Regions from separate parts of the Gossypium hirsutum genome. Here region 1 is linked to region 2. A link is a contact called in public Hi-C data. All regions are on one chromosome and are shown on one strand. Each heading gives the region's core, a stretch centred on a gene start, on an enhancer-like site or on the middle of the called end of the contact. The rest is flanking DNA. Distances are from core to core; before and after follow the strand shown.

Evidence for each region. Hi-C and Micro-C count contacts between places; a contact is called where the count stands out from the background.
Region 1: a Hi-C map of leaf shows a contact between it and region 2, with 2.5 times the contacts expected there. The contact joins two enhancer-like sites. A contact is called at or near these places in 3 of 34 Hi-C or Micro-C datasets (callus and leaf).

What each region holds. Positions count from the first base shown.
Region 1 is chrD12:26,612,641-26,618,896 of Gossypium_hirsutum_v2.1, forward strand. No RefSeq gene overlaps it. Among protein-coding and RNA genes, the nearest start is that of LOC107945341, 9.2 kb to the right of the region's middle. Within about 2 kb of position 2,386, at least 2 of the 9 cell types and tissues checked have an H3K27ac peak or open chromatin away from gene starts, as enhancers often do. A contact at or near this core is called in leaf, where this site is marked.
Region 2 is chrD12:26,226,678-26,233,412 of Gossypium_hirsutum_v2.1, forward strand. No RefSeq gene overlaps it. Among protein-coding and RNA genes, the nearest start is that of LOC107941136, 94 kb to the right of the region's middle. Within about 2 kb of position 1,899, at least 2 of the 9 cell types and tissues checked have an H3K27ac peak or open chromatin away from gene starts, as enhancers often do. A contact at or near this core is called in leaf, where this site is marked.

The DNA.
Region 1 (6,256 bases), core at 1,136-3,635, 390 kb after region 2:
TTTCTTTTAATAGAAATAGAGTAATAATAAATATTGAGTAAAGTAATTTTTAGTGTTCTAAAAGTTGCACAAAAGGCTGATGTGGTGGGAAAAATGGCATGTGTCGTTTTTTTATTGATAAAATTAAGTGTGTTAAGGGCATGTCATTATCCCTTTTCCCAACTTACAAAAAAGAAGGGAAGAAAACAGCATGAATTGACATTACCAGATGAGCTCGTGTGGTGACTAATGTGACAAGCTTTTGATAAACCATTTAAAAGTGGGGCCAAACTAATTTGTGCTATGATTGTTTCACTACTCAATTGGAACATTAAAATGCCGTACGGTTCCTTTGAGTGCTCTCAAAACCCATTGAGCTGTCATCACTCTCTTCACCCTCAACCTTAATTTTCTGCCTTGCTTGCCATTAAAATAAACCCCTTTTCCGTTTTTATTTTTTATTTTCCTTTAACATTTCAAAAATATATATTCAAATTATTTTTTAACAAAAATGTTGATTAAAACATTAATTTTTAATAATTTTAATGTGATAATCTGTCTGATAAATTACATATTCTTTTATATTGACATATTATATCATATCAATAAATAATTTTAAAAATAAAATAAATAAAAAATTCAAAATTCAGAAAAACTATTTTACCTTCTTTTAATATATAAATTTGTTATCTTGGATCTTACAGCAAATGAAAGCCAAGTAGACTTGCAAAAGCAACGCATGCTTCTGAAAGGAAAATCATAACCTCATGTGAGATCAACATTTGGCTAAACTTTATAACATTAATAAAAAAGAGTTTGTGGGGTTTGTTTTGATTGATTGCTTTGCTAGTCAATCGCTTGGTAGCTCACAGTCAATATTAGAGACTCCTTGGTTGACACAAAGCTCAATTCACTATACACTAAATATTAAAAAAAAAGTAAACTATAACATTACTCTTTTAACTTTGATTACTTAATTAAAAAATTATAATTTAATCGTTAAACTATTAGGAATTATTATTTTTTATCATTAAACTATTCAAGAGTTTTTATTTAAGTCGCTAAGTTGTTAAGTTCTTTTTAAAAAAAAAATTCTGCCAGCAAACTCCAAACGACGATTCAACGATTGGTATAATAAATCAATACCCATCAAGAAGTAGAAGAACATACTTTAAATCTAACCCAATCTAACGGTAAGTGTTAGAGATCAGAAAAAAAAATATGTTTAAATTTTGATTCGTAGATTCGTGACGTCCAAAGTTGTTTCATAAAAAAATTAAAATTGTAGAAGAGAAGGAAAAAAAAGAGCTTTCAATTAGTGCAGGTAATGCGCACAGAGAAAGGCATATAACATTGATTTTAATAGTTCAATAACTTGAATGAAAATTTTTGAATAGTTTAATGATCAATTGTAACTTTTTTAATTAAGTGACCAAAACAAAAATTAATCCATAATTTAGTGACTAATGTAAAGATTACGCTTAAAAAATACACTATTTTTGCTCAAATTTTGTGTGCAATTTGCAAATGCTTGAAGCAAGAGGCAACAGCTTCCTCAAGGAACCTCAGGAAAAAAAGCACAAAGCAGAAACTATAGGCGACACGCAAGAATTCCCTGGCATAGTTTTAAGAAAACCATAAATTTAGCCTCCAATTCATTCTATTTTTACGGGTTAATTTTGGTTTTAGCAACCATTAGTTCTTTTTTTTTTATCATTGAAATCTACTTTATTAATTTTTTTTCATTAAAAAGAAAGAAAATTGGTTTTGTCCAAATTCAATCGAAATTTCAAATTGAAGAAGTCTTTTTGCCATTAAAAATGTGGTTTTGACACAAAACCCTCATCTTCATCTAAATGGATGTTAGGGCCACACCATTTATTTCCTTGTTTATACACACACATGGTTGTCCCTAGTCTCAATAGCACCCCCAACCAAGAAAAAGTGAACAAGCAAGCAAAGACCCAAATCTAATCCTATAATGTTGGTCACTTGGTCTACTTAAACAATTAATGTACTCTTTAGCGTACGGTTTGTCTTTAAAAAGTACTGAAAATTTGAGTATAGTTCACCATTATTTGGGTTGGAAAGATTTTAATGTTCTTATGGCTTTAATTTTAAGGTCTACAATTTAGTTGGGCTTCAATTTTCCCAATCAATGGTCCCCTAAACCATGGTCCTAGGCTAAAGGTCACAAGGGACCCAAGTGAATGCCTACAAACCAACATACTGTTGAGAGGGTTCTATCATTGCACTCTTAAAAGGGGTTTCTTGCTGACCAATTGAAAATGAAAGATCCCCCAACGACCCATTCATTTTTCTTTTGTGTGGTAAATCGGGGCCTCAAAGCCTTAATTTTGAGGCCTTCTCTTCTCATGGTTTCCTCACCTCAACTCTATTTAACAGCAGCCCAACAAAAAAATATCTTCCCCTTGTCTAATTGATGCCAAAATCAAAACTCTTGTCACCTTCAACCCTTAGCTTTGTGGGTAATTTTAAGGACAAATAAATATTGTTGAATCTATTTAAGAGAGGAATAAAGAGGAAGATGTGCAACCTTGGATGTGACAATCCATTTTCATTGATATTCATGTAAGAAAAAAAAAAGGGTATGATTAGTTTTTTAAATTATATTGTTAGTTACTAAATTATGGGTAAATTTTCATGTTAGTCACTTAACTAAAAAGTTAGAATTGGTCACTGAACTATTTGAAAGTTTTCATCTAAATCACTGAAACATTTAAAAGTTTTTGTTTAAGTCACTGGGTTGTTAAGTCTTTTTTTTTTAAAGTTGCGTCAATGAGCTCTAAGCAACGATTCGTTGACCAGTAGGTGAATCAATACCCATCTACGAATAGAAGAACATACCTTAAACCTAAGTCCATTTGATAGTCAGTGTCAAAAATCAAAGAAAAGTTGTTTAAATTTTAATTCGCAAATTTATGACGTCCAAAGTTGGTTCATGAAAAAAATTGAACTGTAGAAGAGAAGAGGAAAGAAAGCTTTCGATTGGTGCAGACAATGCAAATAGAGAAAGTCATATAGCATCAATTTTAACAACTCAATAACTTAATTGAAAGCTTTTAAATAGTTTAATGACCAAATCGTAACTTTTTAAAATTATGTGACAAAAAAACTCATAATTTTTAGTGATATAATTTACCTTTTATTATATGATATATCAACATTTGGTATAGTTTACCCCTAAAATTATATTATATATGAACATTTTCTTTCTTGCTTATTAAGTTTTTCAATACCTTTTATTAAGGTAGTGGTGATTAAAATTTAAAAATTATAGTTCGAATTTGTTTAAATATGTATTATCTTTGAATAGAATAATTTTAAAGTTTGAAATTAGTATTAAGAAATCACATCCTACTTGTAATTTTACCAAACAAGAGAGGGAGAGAGCTTGATTCGAATCACTACAAAAATGTGATCTTATAAAATATTTTAAGGAGTAGAATATGAATTTTGACTATAATTTTGTTTTTGTTAAAAAAGTTTTATTCCATAATTGATTCTATCATATCTTCAAGGTTTAAATTTTATAACTAACATACAAAAAAACCTCTTAAATACCTTGAGTTTTAATTTTTTTTATTAAAAAAAGTTACATCCTTAAAAATAAAGATGATTTAATTCAAACAAAATTGCAAAAATAACATACCAACGAATGATGGAAAAAAATATCTTGCAAGGTGTCTGTGAGCCAATAAATGTTAATGGTGGCGTATTGATGTCAACTTCACCCCATTTGAAGAGCCCAAACATGATATAATGGACCCCCAAGACACAAAAACATATGCATTGGTGGGACAACGCAATGCTCAGGTTGATTGTTAGCTTTCAAAATCATCACACCCTTTGCCCTTTTTCTATTTAAATTTGGACCTTGGTCGGATTATGCTGGATGATGATGGGCTTGTTGTAATTTCGACAGTGATTTTTTTGCATGTCATTTTTGAGACACAAAAGCCATTCCTCTTTTTCTCCCCTTCAAAGGATGTATATGTCTATGAACCAACACTTGTTTCATTTCAGACCTTACTTCTACCGCCTTTTAATTTTATATATAAATTTTCATATATTTTAAATTTAATCTCCATATTATATAACATTCGCCCCTTAAGCCATAAGGTCATACTTTATATTAATAAAATATTTTCTAGTTTTTAATTATATAACTTTAATAATAATAAAATATTAATATATGATGGACCTTGAAAAACTGAACTTAGAGGCTCAATATAGACTTTAAGGCTAAATTCCAAAATTAATTGATTTTGGCCCATACTCATGTATATTAATCTTCCTCTCAGCTCATTACGTAAAAGACCTCTCGGTAAATATTTTTGCATAAATTATGTTCTTTATTTATTTGACTTATTATTTTTTTCTTTTTCCTAATATGTTGTTATTTAATATATTACAGTATTTAGGTTTTTTGATTAAATTATGGTCAACAAAAAGATCAAATCTTTTTTCAAGAAAAGGATGTCAGAAAGCAATAATGATCAACCGGTTCCTCAACCTTCTGTTATTAGTGGAGAAAAATCAAATATCAGATCTTCCCAAACTCCTGGACGAGATATCAGGTCTTCTCAATCCCAAGCTCCTGAACTCGATATCAAGTCTTCCCAAGCTTCTGAACAAAATATCAGGTCTTCTCAATCCCAAGATCTTGAACAAGATATTGAGTCTTCCAAAGCTCCTAAACAAGATATCGGGTCTTCTTAAGTTCTTGAATGTTCTCGTAAGGTGCCGAGAGTCAAAATAAATGAGTTTCATGCTTCTTTTTTAGAGCATGATTCGAGACTTCAAAAATCTATCCAAGACTTACTTGGTGGCATATATCGAAAAAAAGATAGCTTGAGAATTTTCAACAGATTCTATCATTGATGAGTTCGATTTTATGAAAAAGCGGAGGGTGGAATTTAGGATGCCTAGTGTTGAGAAATAGGACTAAGGCCAAGTTTTTTTTTAAATTTAATTTTTGGAATTATAATGGTATTTATGAAATTTTTAGTATAGTATTAGTTATTCTTTTTTGCATATTGTAAAGAAATATTTAATTTTATATAGTGTGATTTTTTTTTCTTTTAATTCTTCTACAGTTAAATCGTTCATGCTTTTTAAAAACATTAAATCGATTTGTTTGATAATAAAAAAAAATCCGGGAAGAATTGACACTTTTTTACGTTAAAGAAAGGTCGTTCGGATTTAAAAGTTTCGACCCCTTGAAATAAAATCCTAGATCCATCCTTGACAGTAGTATTTAATATTGGTTAAATTATACTCTAAGTTCTTGTAGCCTTCATTTAGAATTTAGTCATTGTACTTTTTGGATTTAAAAATACAAGTCTTTTTGTTATTATAACACCATTAAAACTCTTTTGTTAAATTTAGGTGCATGACAATATTAATTTCTTTGTTACACGATTATAAAGTGAGTATTTCTTTACATCCAAATGTCAAACCAAGGAATTTAATAGAAGAATTTTAGTGATATTAACAATTAGATATGAATTTTGAAATCTGAAAAGTATCTTAACAAAAAAGAGTAAAATTAAATACCAAATGTACAAAGATTATGGGTTAGTATTTAGTAAATTGATAGTGTATTTTTTTTATTCCACAAACAGCTTTAAAATATTTATTTTTTTAATATATTATTATATAAGACACTTGTCAACCCCTAATTTTATTTGTAGAGTCTAAAAATTTTCAATAAATACAATGAATTTTGAAATGTGAATCGAATAGTATGGTGTTGGATTGGGTAAAAAGAAAATTTATTAAGGGAGTTCAAATGCTTGGAGTTACTATAAAGTTTAAGAGGAACGAAAGAAGAGGCCCACACAGTTGATTGCAGCATATGCTGGGTTGGCTTTGATTCGCTTGGCCCGTTTCTAATTATCCTCTATTTTATTTTATTAATTTGTCTTACCCAAAACGTTGTTTAATTTGGTTAAAAGAAAGGGATATCAGTGATTTTTTTTAAAAAAATATTGTATATAAAATTTAAATAGAAATTAATATTTAATATATTGACAAAACTCAATTTTTTATTTTTATTATTTTACTACACTTTACACTAATATTAAAAAATAGTCACACATATTTAATTTATCTTGATTTTACAACCGCATGTTACACTCCTAAATCCATACACATACAGATATTGGAATTTTGTTTTTTAACCATAGATCCATATATTATCATAGAAATTAAATTGAAAAAATAATATAAAAAAAAAAACTAAAGGTGTTTG
Region 2 (6,735 bases), core at 649-3,148:
CCGACAAAGGGACCCTTTATCCCCTTATTCGTTCCTATTTTGTATGGATGCCCTGTCTCGTATGCTGATTCATGTTCAGGAGACTAATATGATTAAAGGTATTTGGGCTAGTAAGGATAGCCCTAGAATTAACCATCTCTTTTTTGCTGATGATGCTCTTTTATTTGTCAAGAATAAACATAGTGAAGTGGAGGCGTTTACAAAGTTTCTGGAAACCTTTGAAAGGATGTCTGGCCAAAGCATCAACTTGGAAAAGCCAATGGTTTATTTCAGTCCAAACACTCCTGGTCCTCAACACGCGACTTTAAGCAGCATGCTTAAGATGAAGGTGGTAAACAACCTTGACGGTTATCTTGGCCTGCCCATACCGATTGGTAAGAAGAAGTCTATTGTCTTCCAAAGTATTTTAGATCGAGCTGCCAATAGAGTCAACAGTTGGTCGAAGAGATTATTGTCAAATGGTGGGAAAGAGATTTTTATAAAGTCTATCCTTTAATCAATCCCTACTTACGCATTCTCGATCTTTTTTGTCCCTAATGGAGCCCTTGAAAAGCTCCAGTCTATGATCTGCCGACTGTGGTGGGGGGTAAGGATAAGAATAGAGGGTGGAACATGCTATCTTAGGACCGGATGTGTTTTTTGAAAGGCATGGAGGTCTGGGCTTCAGGGACTTAAGGCGTTTTAACGTGGCTTTGTTAGGTAGACAAGTGTGGCGGCTTATTAGTTGTAAAGACACATTATGCTATAGAGTCCTGAGCGCTAAATATTTTTCGGATGGTGATGTTCTCTATCCTAAGTGAGTTGACAAGCCCTCGTTTACGTGGAAGAGCATTGCTAGGGCTGCTAGTATTTCGCATGAGGGTTTCAGTTGGAATGTTGGCAGTGGTGGTAAAATTGATATTTGGCAAGAGAACTGAGGCTTTGAAAGGATTTTCGGTGACCCTATTTGCCTCAATAGAAGGGAGGACCAAGAGACTAAAGTTAGCGAACTACTGAATGAGAAGAACGATGGCTGAAACGAGAGGAAGATTATGGAGGGATATGGTGAATATTTGGGGGACCAAATTTGAAAAATTCCCATTCCTCATAACGGTCTGGATAACTATCGTATTTGGTTCCATAGTCCCCTGGGCTCTTATTCTACTAAGTCTGTTTACTCCTGGTTAACCCTAAAGCATGTGGGGTTTGGCCCCTATCGGTTCTTCTGAAGGCTTACGTGGAAGCTGTAACCTTTGTCGAAAATCAGAATTTTCTGCTGGCGCCTAGGGCACGACATCCTTCCTACGTACGAGAAAATTTCTAGCATCCGGAGGGAGTTTAATAGCATTTGTCTGAGATGTGGGACTGAAAAGGAGACCCTCCTTCACGCAATGAAAGACTACCCAAAGGCTCGGGCAGTGTTGGTATATGGGGGCCTTAATAATAACTTGCTCGAGGGTCGCTACTGTCGGTGTGTGACTGGATTGAAGACGTGGCTCGTTCGCTGGACAAAAAGGCTTTTTCAGACTTCATAACGGTGCTTTGGAATTTCTGGAACAGCCGGAATAATAAAGTCTTTCATGATATGGAGGAATAAGCCAAAGTGACTTGGGATAGAGCTGTTGCATTAAGCCAGGATTTTCACATTTTTAACATCTTGGAGAAACTGATGCTTCCTAAACCAGTTGTGGAGGTGGAAGAAGCCAGGACAGGGGGTGGTTAAAATAAATTTCGACACTGCTGCAAATGGTAGGAAAATGAGCTTTGGTCTTGTGGCGAGGGATCATGACGGCTTTGTTCTTGGTGGGCAGGCGGACGTCTGGACAGGAATGTTCAAGCCGAATGGGCTAAGCTGTATGCACTGGAGGAAAGTATAAATCTTGCGCGAGCAAAAAATGGTTAAGGTTGGAGTTTGAATCTGACTACACCAGCTTGGTGAATCGGCTTAATAAGACGAATGTTGACTTTTCAACCATGGGCTACCGTATTCAGGAACTCCTCAAATGATTGGATCCGAGTTTTAGTTTTAATTTTGTTTGAGCCCCGCGTAGTTCCAATAAAGCAGCAGACCATCTCTGTAATTGGGCTTCTATTCATAATTGTATTAAGGATTTTAATATGGATTATCCTCTGGAAATCCATGATATTATTTTAAGTGATGCAATAAATTGAGGTTGACCTTCGGGTCTTTTTCTATTAAAAAAATAATCCTTTGTCATAAAATCCCATTATTTCACCTAAAACTCTTGGAAATTTTCATAGGCACCAAGGATGAAGTAGATATTTTAGAAAGTATGTTCAACAATTTAGACACAATAAATTAGTAGATGGAAGTCTAGAAAATTAGAAGAAAAAAGAAGGATAATGATGATGTTGAGAAAGAACTGGAGAAGTAAAAGAGAAGAAATTATTGTCAAAAGATGTAAGTTTCAATATTAACTTTACTTGTATCTCTATGAGTTGAGTTAACTATGTAACAAATTAAATGTGTGATATGTAAATTTTAATTAAAATAGTAGAGATAGAAAGTATTTAATTAAGTATGATATGTAGAAACACTAAGTTTTCAAGTGAAAGAGAGAAATGTGATTTGTATTATGAGAAGTTTCAAGGTAAAGAAATGAATATAATATCATTATTATATGTGTGTTTAAATGGAAGCTAATGCAAAAAACCATGAAAAAGTAAATATCATCACTAAAACAATTTCTGGACAGCAATAGTAACTTGATTTTAAAAATTCACCAAAAATTATAGAATATGAGTTCAATGATGAACCAAGTATTAAATTAAATTTTAATGAATCTAGTTTTGTACAAAAGAAATGGTATAAACATTGAGAATGTATTAAATGAGTTATATGCATTTTAGTGAGACAAGGTCAGATGAATTTTGAGATCCCTTATTTTAAATTTGAAAAATCATTAAAATTTCTAAAAATATAATTAGGATATGAAATTTATATTTCTTAAAATCTTACTGAGTCAAATTCCAAGAGAAATCAACAAAAATATTATAAGAATTTTGTACATAAAGATAAATAATATTTAGTTGAGAAGGGTCAGAGTTGCCTAACAGTAGAACATGAGAAGATTTGAAGAAAAACTAGTATTAATCTACTTTGAACTAAGTTTTGAAATTTTTATAGTAAAAATTTCATTGAGACTAGTTTCAAAAACAACAAGTAGAACTTAATTTTGATTTCTATAGGCCAAGATAAAAATAATTTAGTGATTGCTACTCAAGTAGACAACTTTGTTAAGAGTATGTGTAATTAGTGAAAGAATAATTAATATTACATATTGGCATGCTATACTAAAAGCCAAAGATTCTCGTATATATACATGTACATATAGGATGTAGAATGGAGAGGAGGAAGAGGAAAACAATATAAGGGTTGTAATGCTAAAAGGTTGTTATAAGTATGAAATTGTTAATACATAAGAGAAGTTTAAATGAAATTGTTGAGACATTAAATGAGTAATTGTTATACGATAATTAATAAAATATTAGTTGACAAAATAAAGTATTATATATATTTAAATTTATTGGTATATGTGTGGGATTATGTGGTATTGATCTTAACACGAAAATAAATAAGTTTCGACTTATTTAGCAAAAAAGGACTCAGGTCGTGACACTAGCCACAATATGTCGTGACATGAGCAATCAAAGAACTTAGTGTCATGTTATGTTTTCCTCTATCTTGTTCTCTTTTATCCGAAAGAGTCTCGTACATAGTTGTGTTGTTTTCCTCTACCTATATGCTAAAATAATTTCACTGAAATCATTTTAGTTAACCATCTAGAAGCCATTGTGCTTCAAATGATAAAATACTATCAAAGAGTTTAGACTTCTGAGTTAAATAAGGCTTGCTTTAGACCTTTCTTTACTCAATCATGGTCGATAAGCTAAAAAGGACTGAAAGAGTTTAGTTGACACTAATATATCTTTTTTTAATGAAATAGTCTAATTGACACTAATATATCTTTTTTAACATAGTTTTTGTATTTTAGGGTAATGTCATCTCCACTCATGTGATAAAAGGAACAATCTTACATGGCATCAGAAGAATAAGTATAATTGGTGTTGCTAGAAGCGAAGGGTTCCAGGTACTTATTATTCAGTTTTCAAAATTCTTGATCAATTCACTCTGTTGAAAGTAATGTGTAAGTCAAATCCCGAAAATCAAGTTAGAAGAAATTGGGTTAGTGAAACCTAGAGTGGTCACATTTTGATTTTTGAGTTAAGATTGTGAAATTATGTTAAGTGAGTTAATTTGGTTCAGTGGTTAGGTGTTACACTTGTATGTGAGAGGTTTTGGGTTCGAATCTTTCCCTTGAATTTTTATTATTCTTTTTCCTAACCCTTATCCTTAAACATTTGGCATAAATAATATTTTTGCTCAATTGATGGCAAGAATGAGTTTGCTAGTTTAGTGGTAAGATTACAACTTACCCTTTTGTCCTGTGTTCGAATTCCCATGTGTGCAAAGTGGAATTACTTTTGTTTTAAACTCTGAGGAAATTTTGATATGTGATTACTTAATGTGATTTAGCGGGATGTGGGTAGTTTTGAAATTTACCTAAAAATCTCTCCCGACTCTTCCCTTTAATCTGTCATCCCATTTTTGTTGGCATTATTTTTCTCATTTTCTGTTTTTAGCCATTTTTCTTTTGTGTCTATAAATTTCTTTTTGCCATTCCTTCTCCCTTCTTTCCTACGTTCTTGTTTCCTTCCAATTTCTTTTGTTTTGGATTATTAAAATTTTTGCTTTGTCATTTTTCTTCTTTTGATCAACTTTCTTCTTTTATTTCGATTTTACCCTTCCATTTCAACACTTCTATTTGGTTCGTTTCTCTCTTGTTTCATTGTTGTCTAAGCCTCGAGTTTTCTTTCGTTCGTATTCTTCTGATCTGTTGTTGATTTCGTTTGCTTCAAAACATCGGTAAAGTAGTATAGTTTTTGTTTTGGTATTTTGCAATCATAATTCACTTGTTATTGAAGGATGTTTTGAATTTTGATTTTGTTAGGTGATAATCATGAGATTCGTAGTCCGACAACAATCTAGTAGCTATTTAACTGCTAATCTTTCCGGGTAAGGGACCGAATGTCAATTTTAGGGACTGTTGTGATTAAATAATGATCACCGAAGTGAAGTTTAGGTTCCAATAATTGGTTGCTAATGGATTTGTTTGATTGTCAATGTAGATTCTGAACTCGTTGTTGTTGGGAAAATTTTTAGAAAACCTTCATGTGTGTGATTGTAACTCGAAACATCACTCAGAACTCGAAAAAACTCAAAAACAGAGGTTGTTTTTGAAATTGCACTACGTCACACGACCATGTGCACCATATAGGCATGTGGTCAGCCGTGTGTCAGGCCATGTTGAGTACATGAGCATGTGTGATTACATGGGCAATTCAGGTAGGCCGTGTGCACCACATGGGCTGGAGGTTGGCTATGTGCTAGGTCATGTGATCACACGGGCGTGTGTGATTACACAGTCTGGATAGGTAGGTTGTGTGGGTCCATTTTTCAGAAATTTTTATTTTGGCCTGTTTGACTTAGAAATGCATAATTAGACCTTCTATGGGGTCCGTTTGGTTTAAATAAGACTTGAAATGTGACATTTGATAGTATGTGATATGGTTAAGGTAAGTGATAAACTTATGTACGATCTGTGTTCTGATCACATTGAAAGCACAATTACGTGTAAAAACATATCTGACATCTGTACGTAAAGTAATTGTTAGTATAAGTAATTTGATATGTATAGTCTGTAAAAATATGTTTAGGTATGCATGCCATACCATTCATGTGATATGTACATATGTTATTATGATTGTGCGTGTGCATTGGGGTGGGTTTTGATATGATAGAGGGATGTTTTCTTGATGTTTTACTGCAATTTTGGCGGTTCAACCGCAATATCTATCTAGTAGCTCAGTTACATCATTATGAGTGGCATACCACCATGACCCGATGTGATTGGATGGATGGACTCTTGTAGTCCTATTTGGTGTGATCGACAAGACGGAGTTGGTGTGTAGCGGATGGGGGTAGGATTTGTTTCGATCTTATATGACATTCTGATATGATATGTTTCTGAAATATGACATCTTGATATGATATGTTTCTAGAATATGACATTTTGATATGGTATATAATTCTGGAAATACAACATTCTGATTTGATATATGTTTCTGGTAATAGGACATTCTGATATGATATTTGTATATGTGTACAATATAAGTAAAGTTCTATGTTGGTCTTTACATTTGTGTATGTTATAAGAAAATATTGTTTTGTAGGCTGAGTCACACACTAGGTTTTTAGCTCATTCATTTGTTTAATTTGTTTTAGGTGAATTTCAGACTTAGGACCAGACAGCGTGCGGGAGCTCAGATTGTTTTCTCGGTTAATTGAATATGGTGATTTATGTTAGTAATTTTTTTGGACTTTTAAGTTTGTTTTGGGACTTTAAATTTGATTTTGGTATTTGTTTTGTAAACATATTGTCTATAACCTGAATTTAAATCAAGACGGCATAATTAAACAAGACATTGTAGTTTTATAAGACAAAGGTTCTAAAATGTTTTCCACTACAAAGCTTTTAAAAAAATCTAATACGATGTTTTACAACTCTACTATTTAGCTGTAGGATTGTTTTGATAAAATTAATAAAATAAGGTTTTCGTCAAAATGCTCTAAAGCGATCTTCTGGTTACCTCTGTTTTTGATAAATTAAATAA